Regions from separate parts of the Arachis hypogaea genome. Here region 2 is linked to region 1. Evidence: chromatin contacts called from public Hi-C data. All regions are on one chromosome and are shown on one strand. Each heading gives the region's core, a stretch centred on a gene start, on an enhancer-like site or on the middle of the called end of the contact. The rest is flanking DNA. Distances are from core to core; before and after follow the strand shown. Region 1 has its middle 4.0 kb from the start of LOC112792550. Region 2 has its middle 6.7 kb from the start of LOC140178042.

What was found. A called contact is a pair of places that touch in the nucleus more often than the background predicts.
Region 2: a Hi-C map of leaf shows a contact between it and region 1, with 2.1 times the contacts expected there. The contact joins two enhancer-like sites. A contact is called at or near these places in 4 of 8 Hi-C or Micro-C datasets (leaf and an unstated tissue).

Annotation. Positions count from the first base shown.
Region 1 is chr13:143,874,122-143,880,888 of arahy.Tifrunner.gnm2.J5K5, forward strand. No RefSeq gene overlaps it. Among protein-coding and RNA genes, the nearest start is that of LOC112792550, 4.0 kb to the left of the region's middle. Within about 2 kb of position 3,145, at least 1 of the 3 cell types and tissues checked has open chromatin away from gene starts, as enhancers often do.
Region 2 is chr13:143,913,576-143,920,062 of arahy.Tifrunner.gnm2.J5K5, forward strand. No RefSeq gene overlaps it. Among protein-coding and RNA genes, the nearest start is that of LOC140178042, 6.7 kb to the right of the region's middle. Within about 2 kb of position 5,211, at least 1 of the 3 cell types and tissues checked has open chromatin away from gene starts, as enhancers often do.

The sequences.
Region 1 (6,767 bases), core at 1,895-4,394:
CATTACCCTCATAATTTATGCTTTTTACTAAAGCTGCCCTCGGATCCTTCTTTCAAATATAAATAATAATAAATAATATGGTATTTTAGATTTTTAGTCAATTAACTCTTCAAAGAAAATTCTATTTTATAATACACACTTCCATCTTGGAACTAAAATGAAACTACTAGTTTCTAACTATTATTTTGCAACCGTTCAAATAAACTTGATATCTTTATCAATGATCAGAGATAGCAAATAACTCAAAAATATAAATATGAGATTGATTAAAATGATGGATGCTTTTTTCTTTCAGTTAGATGTGAGGTTTGATCTCATTCTCATCCCCATTAAGTCTAACACTTGTAAATGTGATCAATTAATGTGTTGATCTCTTAATAAAAGTTCTTAAACATGGATCAACAGAGATCCAATCAGATTAATTGGGCTTAGTAATAAAGCCCAGAAATTTGTGATTTTATTAAGAAAAAAAACTATTATTGTATAACTTTATTATATTGTAAGATATATTTATCAGAATATTGTTTAATATTGTTTGTAACTATTATGGTTATATTATTTTTCATGGAAAATTTTTATGCGATATTTTCACGAACTTATTTAAGGCAGTAATGAATAAGAGGAGTGAAAGAGAAAAGTAAAATATAACTGTGATTAGAATTTGTGAGAAGTATGAAATATTGTTGTGTAAATATAATTGTTTGAAATTTCATTTACTATTATTACTGTCAAGATATAATTACGAAGGGACAATTAAGTGGGAAATTAGGTAGCCACTAAAGGATTTGATTTTAGAGAAATTATTATGGCTCATTTCGTTTATAAAATTATTTTCATTTTAAAAATTAACTATACATAGTTACATACAACTTTCACATTTCTATTTTTTTCTAAAGAAAGTAATAATAATAAACTTTCAATTTTATTATCTTATTCAGAAATTATAAATACAAATAAAAATATTAAACATAACTAACAAAATGTTAACCCAACTAGAATTTCATTTTAATTTCACCTTATTTATTTATACTTAGATAATGAATAATTAATTGCTATATCAAATTATTACAAGATTACAGTGTAAAACAGCATTCAACTATTTATTTTTGGCGTGTGGAACGTGGAAGTATACGAAAGAACTTACAAAAGATGGAAAAAACGTACTTTAAGAAGCAAACAAATAATAATTAATTAATAGCTAAAGAAGAATATATTACATATAGAATTATTGCATATGGCAGGTTGAATTATAAACATATTAAATATACACTAAAAATCAATTATTACATCAATTACTTGTATGAAATATTTATTAAAATACAAAATAGATGATATAAAATAATATATAATTAATTTAATTATTAATTTTTATATAAATTTAATTTTAATTTATTGACAATATTTTATATAATTATATAATTATATTTATTTTTTTAAATAATTATTTATATAATTAATATAAAAAATATTTATTTTTATTAATATATTATTATATAATTAAATATACATATAAAATTATTTTATATTAACCGTACATTAAAATTAAATTCATCCTTATATACAGAATATTTGATGGAACTATTCTTAGTAAATAGATTTTTTTATGGTCTTTCTTTCGATCCTTATTGTTAGGTACACCCAATCCATGACTACTGCTTAGGATGATGACTAATTGTAGTAACCTAGGAATATGATCATATGATCATATTAAAGTTCCTCATAATTCAAGAACAACATTAGACCATATAATTTTAAAGAACTTTAATTTAACCTAACCGTTCAAATTATTAACTGTCCACAGCAATTTATGTGATTTTAAGTGATTAAAGAGGGCGTCAAAGTCAAACTAATGATTAGCGTGTCGCAATAATTGTTACATCTAGTACTTGGGTAATAATGATTAACGTGCTAATATAATCATCACTATTACTATGTTTAAGTGTATGGCATGGGTTGGGTTTGATTTTGAATGAGAAGTAGTAGAGTGACGTAAGCAGGGGTGGAATCTAGGCAATCCATGGGAGAGAATGAATCCGAACCGTTGGATGAAGGAAAAGTGGGTCCCACGAATGAAAAGAAAATAGCTGAAGGTTGATGCCTTGATGGGACTTGACAGCACTTTTTGCTCGCATTGTCGTACGATCAGCAAAACGACACGCGTTTTATTGCTCAACACTTGGCTCATTGGGTGGCATGCATTGTAAATTACCACAACTTCTCACCGACCATCCACATAATAAAAAAATAAAAAAATAAAAAATTGGAAACCACCATCTCCCCATCAATATTCATCCTTTAGATTTTAGAATTAAAAATTAAAAAAAAAATCTAAAACTAAAATAAAACATTTTTAAAAATCAAATAAAATAAAATTAATTTAAGATAATTTAGGATAAAAGATTTAACTAAAATTTACTACTTAAAATTTATAATTTAATATTTAGAATATAAAACGATAATAATTATTGGTGGTCGTTGAAAACTATAACAGAGACTAATAGTAATAATAATTATAGTGATAGAAAGAAAGAGAAAAATAGATAAATAAATATTTTTTAAAAAATATAAATGAAAAAATTGTTTTTCTACATTGCTGAAATTGACTAATTATTTATTGGTTCTTTAATTATCACTACTCAAATAAAAAACAAATCCTCACTCACTAAAACAAACACACTCAACATATGCTAGCTGTTATCCAAAATAATAATAATGAAACATTTTCTTAATATTGAATAAAAATATATTTCAACATTATAAATTAAAAAATGTAATATTTTTTTGTTAAATTATTACGAAAATATTTAAATTTCTCTCTCAAAAGAATTAATCATCATTTTTCATCTACTAGTTACTTATGCTTTTTTTTCCCCTGCAAATAATCAAATATCAAATTAATTATCCATCTCTGTTCATGTACATAATATAATAAATAAATATTAAATATGGTAAATTTAGATTATTTTGACTTTTTTCATCTGTTAAATATTATTGTACAATTATATATCTTTTTTTAATAGAATAAATATATACCTTACTACCCAACATTGAATTAACTATAGTTGGTTGAGTCGGCTTCATCATATATATATGTGTGGTAAAGGCCACAAGAAATAGAATGTAGGCTTGAATAATATCTTAGTAAATCTATGAAAAAATCTATGAAATCACGAAGTATAGATTTTTGCACATTCACTAGAACCCTACAATAGAATATATATATGGCTAGTGATGAACAAGTGAACATGAATGCAATGATTATTAGGTAGAACATCAATGTCCAATGCAAGATAGCCCATCATCTGCTACATACCATAGAGTTTGGCCTAAAGGGCACATCACATGCATGCATGTATGTCAATGTGATCATCAAAGAGTTTTGATTTCTTCGCAAATATTGAACGATAAGATACACCAATTTTGAGTCTTATATATAATGCGCAACGCAACAAAAACATATACCATGTTAGCTATTTGTCTAATACATCTATTATGGGATAACCCCTTACGATGATATTCGCAAAATTAATGTCCTCCATATATAATTTTTTTTTTAATTCCATGGTTAGATCCTTGAGTACACGTAACTTGTTCAACAGCAATGTGATTACAACGGGTGATTTATTATAATGGTCCCGTTATTATTCATTTGGACCTAATTTATTTATTTCTTATAAAGAAAAAGAAGAAATGCGGAAATAGGAGTGAGGATGAATCTTTTTTATTTTTCCTGAATAATAAATGATGGGACAAAAATTCGAGACAACACACCTGGTGACGATAGAAGAATTTTATCCGAATGTCAAAAAAAAAAAAAAAAAAAAAAAAGAGGTTACAAGTTTGTGGCTGGGATATTTGCCGTCAACTTAATTTTGCAATGTAATATTGTGTTTTATCCAAAATTGTTAGAAGCTTAGCTTGGACCACCCTTAATTACCGTTGATAACAACTATGATAAGTGCAGAGATGGTGTTGTATGTTGATGCCTACTAGAATGCATATATAATATAGCCAACTTGCTCATTATCCCAAAATATATATACCAGTACCTACTAGTATTTTAATTATTTCCTTATTAATTTTGCTCATATATAAATTGTACAAGATAGATTTACCATGACATTCTGCAAAAGCAATTATATCCAGAGTTAATTTTTTTTTTTTTGGTCGTATTATATGACACTTAGAACCCTACATTAATATTGATAGTAAGGATACATGTACAAAAGTCACCCGGTTTTAGGATTTCTTATTTAAATGATTTAAATATAATATTAACGAAAATGTGTAATATGAAGTATATTTAGGTATATACACATTGATAGAAATATAATATTAACCGTGCACATCAAACATTATAATGACGTATTTATTGGCCAAAACTGTCTTATTAATAAAATCTCTACTAGGCAGCATTGATAAAAATCTGTATGCTACTCGACCAACTTCTTTTGAATCGATTCTTCTCATGTTGTAACACCCTACTACATCAAGTTTTACGTTATAGCCGTAAATTAGAGGCAGCGAAGCATTATGACCTCTAAAATTCATAAGGTACATAATATATGAAGAATAATAATATATCTAGGAGTTTGTGAAGAAAATATGACAGAACAAAAGTTGTATAGCACTCGAAAACGTCAAAGATAACAAACGTCGACATGCCAAACAAAAGATATATGTATAAAATCTATAGATAACATACATAAAGTACTAGTCTCAACCTGCAAAGAAAGGTCGGCTAGAACATAATACAACTCAAAGATCATACAATACATCTTGCTTCTCCATGATTCAAACCTCTAAGAGGGATATTTAACTACATATACAAAAGTGGAAAAAAGTACTACATAGAGCAGATATAAATAAACCCCAAAAGTAAAGTCTTCGCTTTCTAAAGAGTTCGACATGCTCAACGAGGTGTGTCATATTCTGTATTTGAAAACAAAAATCTGACAACGGGTGGGAACTAAAAGATTTCCAGTAGGATAATAATTCCGAATAGAGATAATGTAAAAAGATATGAACCTGCTAGGTAATCCTATACTCAAATCATTCCAAAGTTCAAGCCTAGGGTTCTTTCTAATTCAAACAGGATTAAGTTACTAAGCCTCAGCCATTGTTAACTATCTCAAATCTCAATTCTTTCTAACACTAAGCTATTTCTCTAAATATCATTATTGTTCATTTTTCAGCATTAAGCCATTCTGATTTTATCAGCCTCTAACAATGATTATTAACAACATTCAGTGTCAGTAGTGTCAATTATCATCATTAGTCTCAACAATGTTAGCAAATATCAACAACTTAATACAAGTCATCAGTTATACTAATATTCTCAATTTCTCAACCTAGAGCAAATGGAACGAATCACAACCCTTGCATCTATCCAAGAAGTTCAAATTCTCAATCAATACTCATTTTCATCATCCAATCATTAAATCATTAACATCTCATCAAGAACAGTCCTTGGCGTTACTATTGGCAGCATAAGCGACCTCTCAGTTATTCAAACACATACAAATCAATAAAAAGAATACATAAGTAGAGAGAACAGATAAAGCAATTAGATCAATTAGCATATAGATACAATTAATCAAGAAGGAAGACCAAATACAATATGCACACCCAATCAATACACACAAATACAAATGATGCATGCCTACCCTATTGGCCATGAGCTCATGCGTCGGTTATGTTGCCAGACCCGACTCGAGTAAGTGGGATTCACCAACCGTCTTGCCTGGAATACGCAAGCGGGATTAAATACCATCCTTGCCTATTACATTAGACCACGAGTAAGCGGAATTAACTAACCATCCTTACTGGGTACCTTAAATAAGTAGGATTAACCATCGTCCTTACCCTGATATAACTCATCTTAGTGTGCAAAGAGGATTCACCACCGTCCTTGCTACGAGTAAACATCAGTTCACAGTAAAGTCTTTGATCTTTTAAAAATCATTAAGTCTTTTAACCACATTGTCATTTAATTTACTAATTCGTTCGTCTCGTGAGTGGGACAATGCTACTGTTCTTACTGCGGAGGGATAAAACTTCCGTTCCCACAATTATAATGCAACCACAGAACAAGCAGGATTAACCTCTGTCCTTATCCGGTGTAGGTGCCAATGGTAATAACCAATCAATACGCAAGTAGGATATCACCCTGACCTTGCCATGAACATCCCTTTAGGACCTAATCGATCATTAACAGTGTTCTTAAGTAATTTCATGAGTTATTAGATTCATAAATCTCCCTTTCTTTATCAATTTATTAATTTATTTATCTCGTGAGCAGGACAATGTCACCTTTCTCACCAATATGGTCATTCAGACCACAATTCATCATTATCATCTTCTTAAGTTAGTTTCATAAGTTAATATGTTCGTTAACCCTAATTCGTTATAGATTTATCACAATTAAACTCATTAACCCCCAATTCTTTTATCAATTGCCAAATTTATTAACCCGTGAGCATGATAATACCACCGTCCTCACTGTGGGTAGGACGAATGACCATCTCTGCAACCATGTCATTTGGTTTAAACAAGCGTTTATTCAGGAACAATTCACTTTAATTCATTCCGTATATACTCACAATCATTCCAGAGCCCAAAAACTAGGTATCGGACCTTAATCGGAGTTTATAGAAGGTTACAAGCTTGACAAAAAATCCAAACAGTCAAAAATAAAATTTTATTGAGAAAACAGGGCTTGTGCGTACGCATCACCCTTGTGTGTATACACAAATTAGAAAGGCTTC
Region 2 (6,487 bases), core at 3,961-6,460, 42 kb after region 1:
GTGCGGGTGGTAATGGCAGTGATAGTGATAGTGCCGGTGGTGATGTGGATGGTTAAGATAGTGGTGATGAAAGGTTTTAAAAATTTTGGGATTAAAAAACGAGAGAGAGAGGTTGGGGATAAAAAGTAAGCTAATTTAAGAATTTTGGTTAATTTCTTAAAAAAGTAAATAAAAATTTACGAGTTGAATATTTTTATCATACAAAAGTCATTTTTTATAGATATAAATTTAGATTAATTTTTTTTATAATTTTATCAGCGTTTTAAATATTTATGGTCAGAAATGATTTTTTTTCAAAACTAATTTGAGATTTTTCTTTTGATTAATATATGCATATAGTTTAGGGTTTAAAGTACTATGTACCATGTCTGTTTGGTCCAAGAGGGGTGGCCACTGAAAAATGAGTGGCAGTGGACAGGGACAAAGCTAGATGAGATCTAACGGGGGCCAGTATTTTTTTATTTTTTATTTTAATAAAAAATTATATATATATAACTGAAAATAACGATTAATAAGAGTTACTCTTTATAAAATAATTGAATATATTGTATAACATAATATTTGAATACAAATATCTCAAAATTAATATTAAATATTATAAAAATAGATTATTATATTTAAAATCTACAAATACTAGTATTAATGTAATTTTAAATTATTTTATTAAAGAATTAAGATGTTGATGTTTAGTGTCTTAAATATTAAAAAAGTTAGTCTTGATATAATAATAATAAAAATATTTTTATCTTTTGGCCTTTTCTTTAATATTTATTGTTTTTCATCTTATCTATTATTCAAATAAATTTTTATAAATTAAGAATTTATAGATAAATATTATGTAGGTTAACTAAATTCTAAATCATATTTATAACAGCACTGATTTTATTATTTACAATTTAATAAATAAAAGTCACAAATAATTAATAATGAGAGAAAAATTAAGAAAATATACTAAGTTAATATTATAATTATTATTTTAAAATTTTTTTAAAAACTTAAATTGTCATTATAAAATAGATAAATAAATAAATAAATAAAATTAAAGAAATAACTCAAAATAAGGAGAGAAAAGTAATGTGAGTGCGAGAGAAAGAGAGAATAAAGAAGATTTTTTTTTTTTTTACTTGACCTTATAAAAAAAGATTAAACTTTTAAATTGTGTATAAAAAAATATATATCATTAGCGTTTGATTTTTTTTATGATGATCAATTAATCATGGCTCAAGCCCATAAAGTCTGAAGAGGGGCCATCAATATTTTTTGGGAGGCTCCCCATTAATATATGAAGCTTCGCCCCTGGCAGTCGGTGGCTTGAGATAGACCATAGATTGTGGAGGAATACTAAAAGCTTGTAAATTTTATTATTTTTGGCCGGTAATAAGTCAATAATGTTAAAAATATGGGCTAAAAATATGTTGTTAGATTATTAAATTAAAGAAATTAGGTCGATAACTAAAAATACTGATAAAAAATAATAAATTATACTAGTCTTTGAATTTTTTTGATGGAGTATGTCTTGTAGAAAGAGAATTAAGAATCATAACTCATAAGATGCCGTAATAAAAAGAATTTAATTACATAATCAATTATTTTTTTTAATATTAATCAATTTTTTGAACAACCTAACTACACATTCAAATATTTTTTATCCAAAGTCCAATTAAGCAAGTCTAAACTCAACAAAAATCGCTTTTATTATTCCAGCGTATACATACGCACGTTTCAATAACGGTTTTTCATTTTTTTCTTCGCATTCTTTCTTCTTCTTCTTTACTTTTCTCCTTCTTTGCCTTCGCATTCCATCTTCTTCTTCTTCGCCTTCCTCATTCTTCTTCTTCGCGTTCCTTCTTATTCTTCACGTGTTTTCTCTCAATCGTCATGCTTTTATTATTGTTGTTGTTGCTGCGTTTTTTCCCCCTTATTTTAACTGAGGTTCATTTGGATCCATAAATGAATTCGATGTGTTTTTGTTTATAATTGAATTTTTTTTACTGCTTGTTCAAAATTAAACTAATTTCGGTTCATTTGTGAATTAATTGAGGTTCACTTGATACTGCTCATAAGTATTGACCAAATTTTTTATTTCTTAAGTAATTTCATTTTATTTCTTAGTTAAATTGAGGTTCATTTGAGTCCAAAAAAAATTGTATGTATTTTTGTTGATAATTGAGTCTTCTTGATTGCTTGTTCAAAACCGAACTAATTTTGGTTCATTTGTGTATTAATTGAGGTTTAATTGATACTGCTGTTAAGTTTTGACCAAGTTTTTTATTCTTTAAATAATTTCGCTTCATTTATTAGTTTATTTGAGGTTCACTTAGATCCAGAAATGAATTCGATGTATTTTTTGTTGATGATTGAGTCTTTTTTATTGCTTGTTCAAAACTGAACTAATTGAATTAAATGGAGTGAAATCTAATGCCATTGAATAAAATGATACTGAACAATTTCATTCTTCTTTGCTAAAAAATTGGTCAATACTTATTAACAGCACAACAGCAAATGAACCTCAAATAGCACACAAATTAATCGAAATTTGTTCAGATTTGAACAAATAGTAAAAAGGACTTAATAATTAATAAAAACACATCGAATTCATTTTTGGATCCAAATGAACCTCAATTAAACTAAGAAATGAATCGAAATTTGAGAAATAAAAAATTTGGTCAATATTTATCAGCAGGTTCAAGTGAACCTCAATTAACACACAAATAAACCGAAATAAACTAATAAATGAATTATAATTATTTAATGATGGCATCTGAGAAAATCAGAACCAAAAGGAGAAGAAGATGAAGAAGACATATTGGTGTTATTGATGATGATGATAACGAAAAAGAAAAAAAAAATAAGAAGATGCAACATTGGAAGAGGAGGAGGAGGAGGAGGGAATCAAAGGGAAGAAGAACCTGCGTGCGCGAATTTGGAAGAAGAAAAAGAAAAAGAAGAAGAAGAAGAAAGAGGAGGAGAATGAGAAAGAGAAGAAAACAGAGAAGGAGAAGAATAATCAAATAAAGAAAAAGAAAGAGAATAAGGCACGTTATTTGAAAAGTTATAAGAACTTTGTTAGACTTTGTTAAGTATTTTACTTGAACATAGAGTTTTATTTTTTTTTAATTAGTCTTTTACGCGTTCTTGTCTTTTTCTCATTTTTCATTCTAACACCACAACTTCACTTTTCACTGTCATTATTCACTTCCACGGTCAGCAGTTATTATTACTGGTCACCTAATCCTAAATTTTAAATTTTAAAATTTTTAAAATGTAAAAATTTAAAAATAATTTAATAAAAAATTGGATAATATTGATTGTGTTAAAATTAATTTCTTATACGTATTTTAAATGATTTAGAATGAACAAGCTTATTTTGTTTTTCTATTTTGGATTTACCTAACATTTGGTTATTATTCGTAAATCTTAAAAATTTTTATTTTAAAAAATACACAATGAATGTTTACAAATTTAAATTTTATACTTTTGTAAAAACTTTAATTAATAACCTTAATAAATATTTTTATAACATATGTTAACTAAACCGTTAATGTTTTTAAAACATTAAAATATAAGTACATCCTGATTTAACTATACAAAACCAGTTAAGACTTAAGAGGAATACAGCAGCAAGGAATTAGGGAGACAACCCTAACCGAATATTGTGTGGAGTTCGTCTCGTAATCATGTCGGTATATGTAATGACTCATTAGTTTCAAAAAAAAAAAAGCTTGAAAAAGTGTCGCTAATCATAATTACTACTCCTAATCAAAAGTGTCTAGTCACAAGTCCCCCTTTTAAAAAAGGTGGTTTGATTTGTTACCTAATAATAATAAGTTAAATTTTCAATATAATAACCGAAGCAAAATGAATTTTACTATCGAAATTCATTATCTTCAAAATATTGACAAATATTTTTAAAATGCTTATAGCAAAGTACTCTCAAAGTTAAATCTATACTAAATTAGGCCCAAAAGTTGCCTTTCGATACGTATTTGATACAAATATAAAAAGGTAGCCTTTTTTACAAGACAAAAAAAATTACTTTTTCAATATTTTAAAAAAATAAGGACAATGGAAATTAAAACGTTTTTTTTAATAAAAAAATAATATTTATACTTTTAATTTATTTTTAAATTTTTTATTATTTTAGACAGCAACAATACCATAGACAATAATAACTGCGACATAAGCTAAGAAACTACAATGCAGCCGCTGGCAGCACAATAAAACTATAGCGCATGTGCTACTTGTGATATTGTATTGGAGCTTCTGCCAAACAATTGCTATATATATTCTTTCTCCCTTTTAATAACTTTCACCTTTTATATATTCTTTTTTTTCCTCCCAAACACAAATTCTTTAAAATGGTTAACGAGCATATAATAATTGTTGTTTATCCGAATGTAATAATATTATGCAAAGATAATGATACACATTTTAAAAATAATAATTCTGTCATCATTATACATATTTAACAGTTATAGTTGTTGACAGAGTTTAAAAATTTAATTTTTGGTCAACATGAATGTTTGGAATTAAATATGTTCAAAAAATTAAATACTATTAAAAAATGACAGCAATTTCTATTACTCTGGTAATAATAATATCTATCTATTTTTCTATTTATTTGTTTTATTTTTTGTTTGTTCTAGAGTACTATTAAAAATTATAGCAATAATTTTCTTGGTATCTATTTTTGCCCTAGGTCAATATCCAAGCGGGCCAAATTATTAGAGCCTTACAGCAATAGAGATAAAAGGAACAGGGAATTGAACATGTTGACCAAAATGTGTTCATTTGGAACCTCTTTGTTTGCCATTTGTTTCAAAGGTATAATTGGCAGACGGGGGCAGCAGGGCAAGAAAGCATGCCAGCAGCCTCTTAGATTTTTTCTTGGCCATGTTTCGGGTGACATAGGGAATTCCAACATACTGTACTACTACTAATCAAAAAGAAAAGAATAAAAAAAAGAAAAAGAAAAAAGAAAAATCCCATTAGCCAGGAGTTCTTGTTTTCAATTATAGTAATCCATGTTTGCATCCTCTCTTAATTATGAAAATTGGACCTACCTACAACTCCCCCTACACTGAAACAACATTCTGTTGTCTTTCAAGTTTCAAGTCAAACCTCTAATGAATCTCTTTCATTTACATTATATTAATGATGATTCCATCTACTATATTTTGATTAATCTATTTATCACTCTTAAACAAATATACATGTATGTGGCATAGTCAAAGATGTAGTGGTGGGACTGTGGGAGAAATATTGAAGTACCTACTAGACATTGAAGTATCAACTAAATTGGGGTTTGAAATAAAATATTCAGTGTTACGTAGAAAAATGGGAATTATATACAATTATACATACTCCACCAGTGATGTGGGTTGGTCAACATTTTTTTTAATCAAATGATTATAGCTTTGAGGATATTGGTATTCTCTAATCTCTGCGGAGTTGAATTCAAAACTACTGGAGTATTCCTTTAGATATATTTGAAAACTTTTTGTTTTATTTTATTTATTTATTTTTCTTTAACATATGTTTTATGGACATATTTTAATTTAAAAATAGTATTAAAAATGATTGAAAATATTTTTTATATATTTTCAATGTATTAAATATATATTTTTAAAAATTTATTATTATAAAATTAAATATAAAAATTAAATTATTCTCTCTTTATCTATAAAAGATTGCCAATAAGTCCCACTTGGATGTGAAGCCTATTTAGGAATCCACGCGTTTATTAATGGGACCACATTCCAAGCATGGCAAGTGGGTTGGGATTAACCATGCAGTGCGAGTTTTGGTTTTAAAAACGTTTCTTACTATTTTGATTTCAATCGAGAGAAGCTAATCAAACTATTGTTGGGATTTATTAATATTAGTCCCAAGTTTGGTATTTAATGTGGCGAGGGCATTCAAGATTCAAGATCCAGCAAAGGAATCAATTAGTGTAAGTCACAAAGAATAAATTAAAGTTTAGAAGTAGAGAGGACACATCTGGGTTTTAACTAGATTTTACTCAAACATATTCTGAAAATTACTATTAAATTAATTAATAATTACTAGATTAATCTGTTTTCTTGCAACTAGTGGAAGTGAAGTTCTAGACTAGGATTAAAAGGCCCTCTCTCAATCTATAAGGGCCCATTTGGTTGGTGTTCATATTCATTAAAAACATAAATACAGTGATATATGTATATTATTTATTTAATGAGACACAAAATTATTATAGATACGGTGATATACACATAAATATAAAATAAATATTTTTAATATTTTAATTTTAATATGTGACACACATTTGAAATACAGAAACAATTTATTATTTTTATTTTTGTCCTTATTATCTTTTTTTATTTTCATTTATATCATTTTTCTTTTAACCATAATCTATTTCTTTTTCTCTTCTTTCCTACATTTTATCTCATGGCCTCCTTTCTTCCTCCATGCCTCCCACCCCAACTGCCGCCTCACTTTCTCTGTC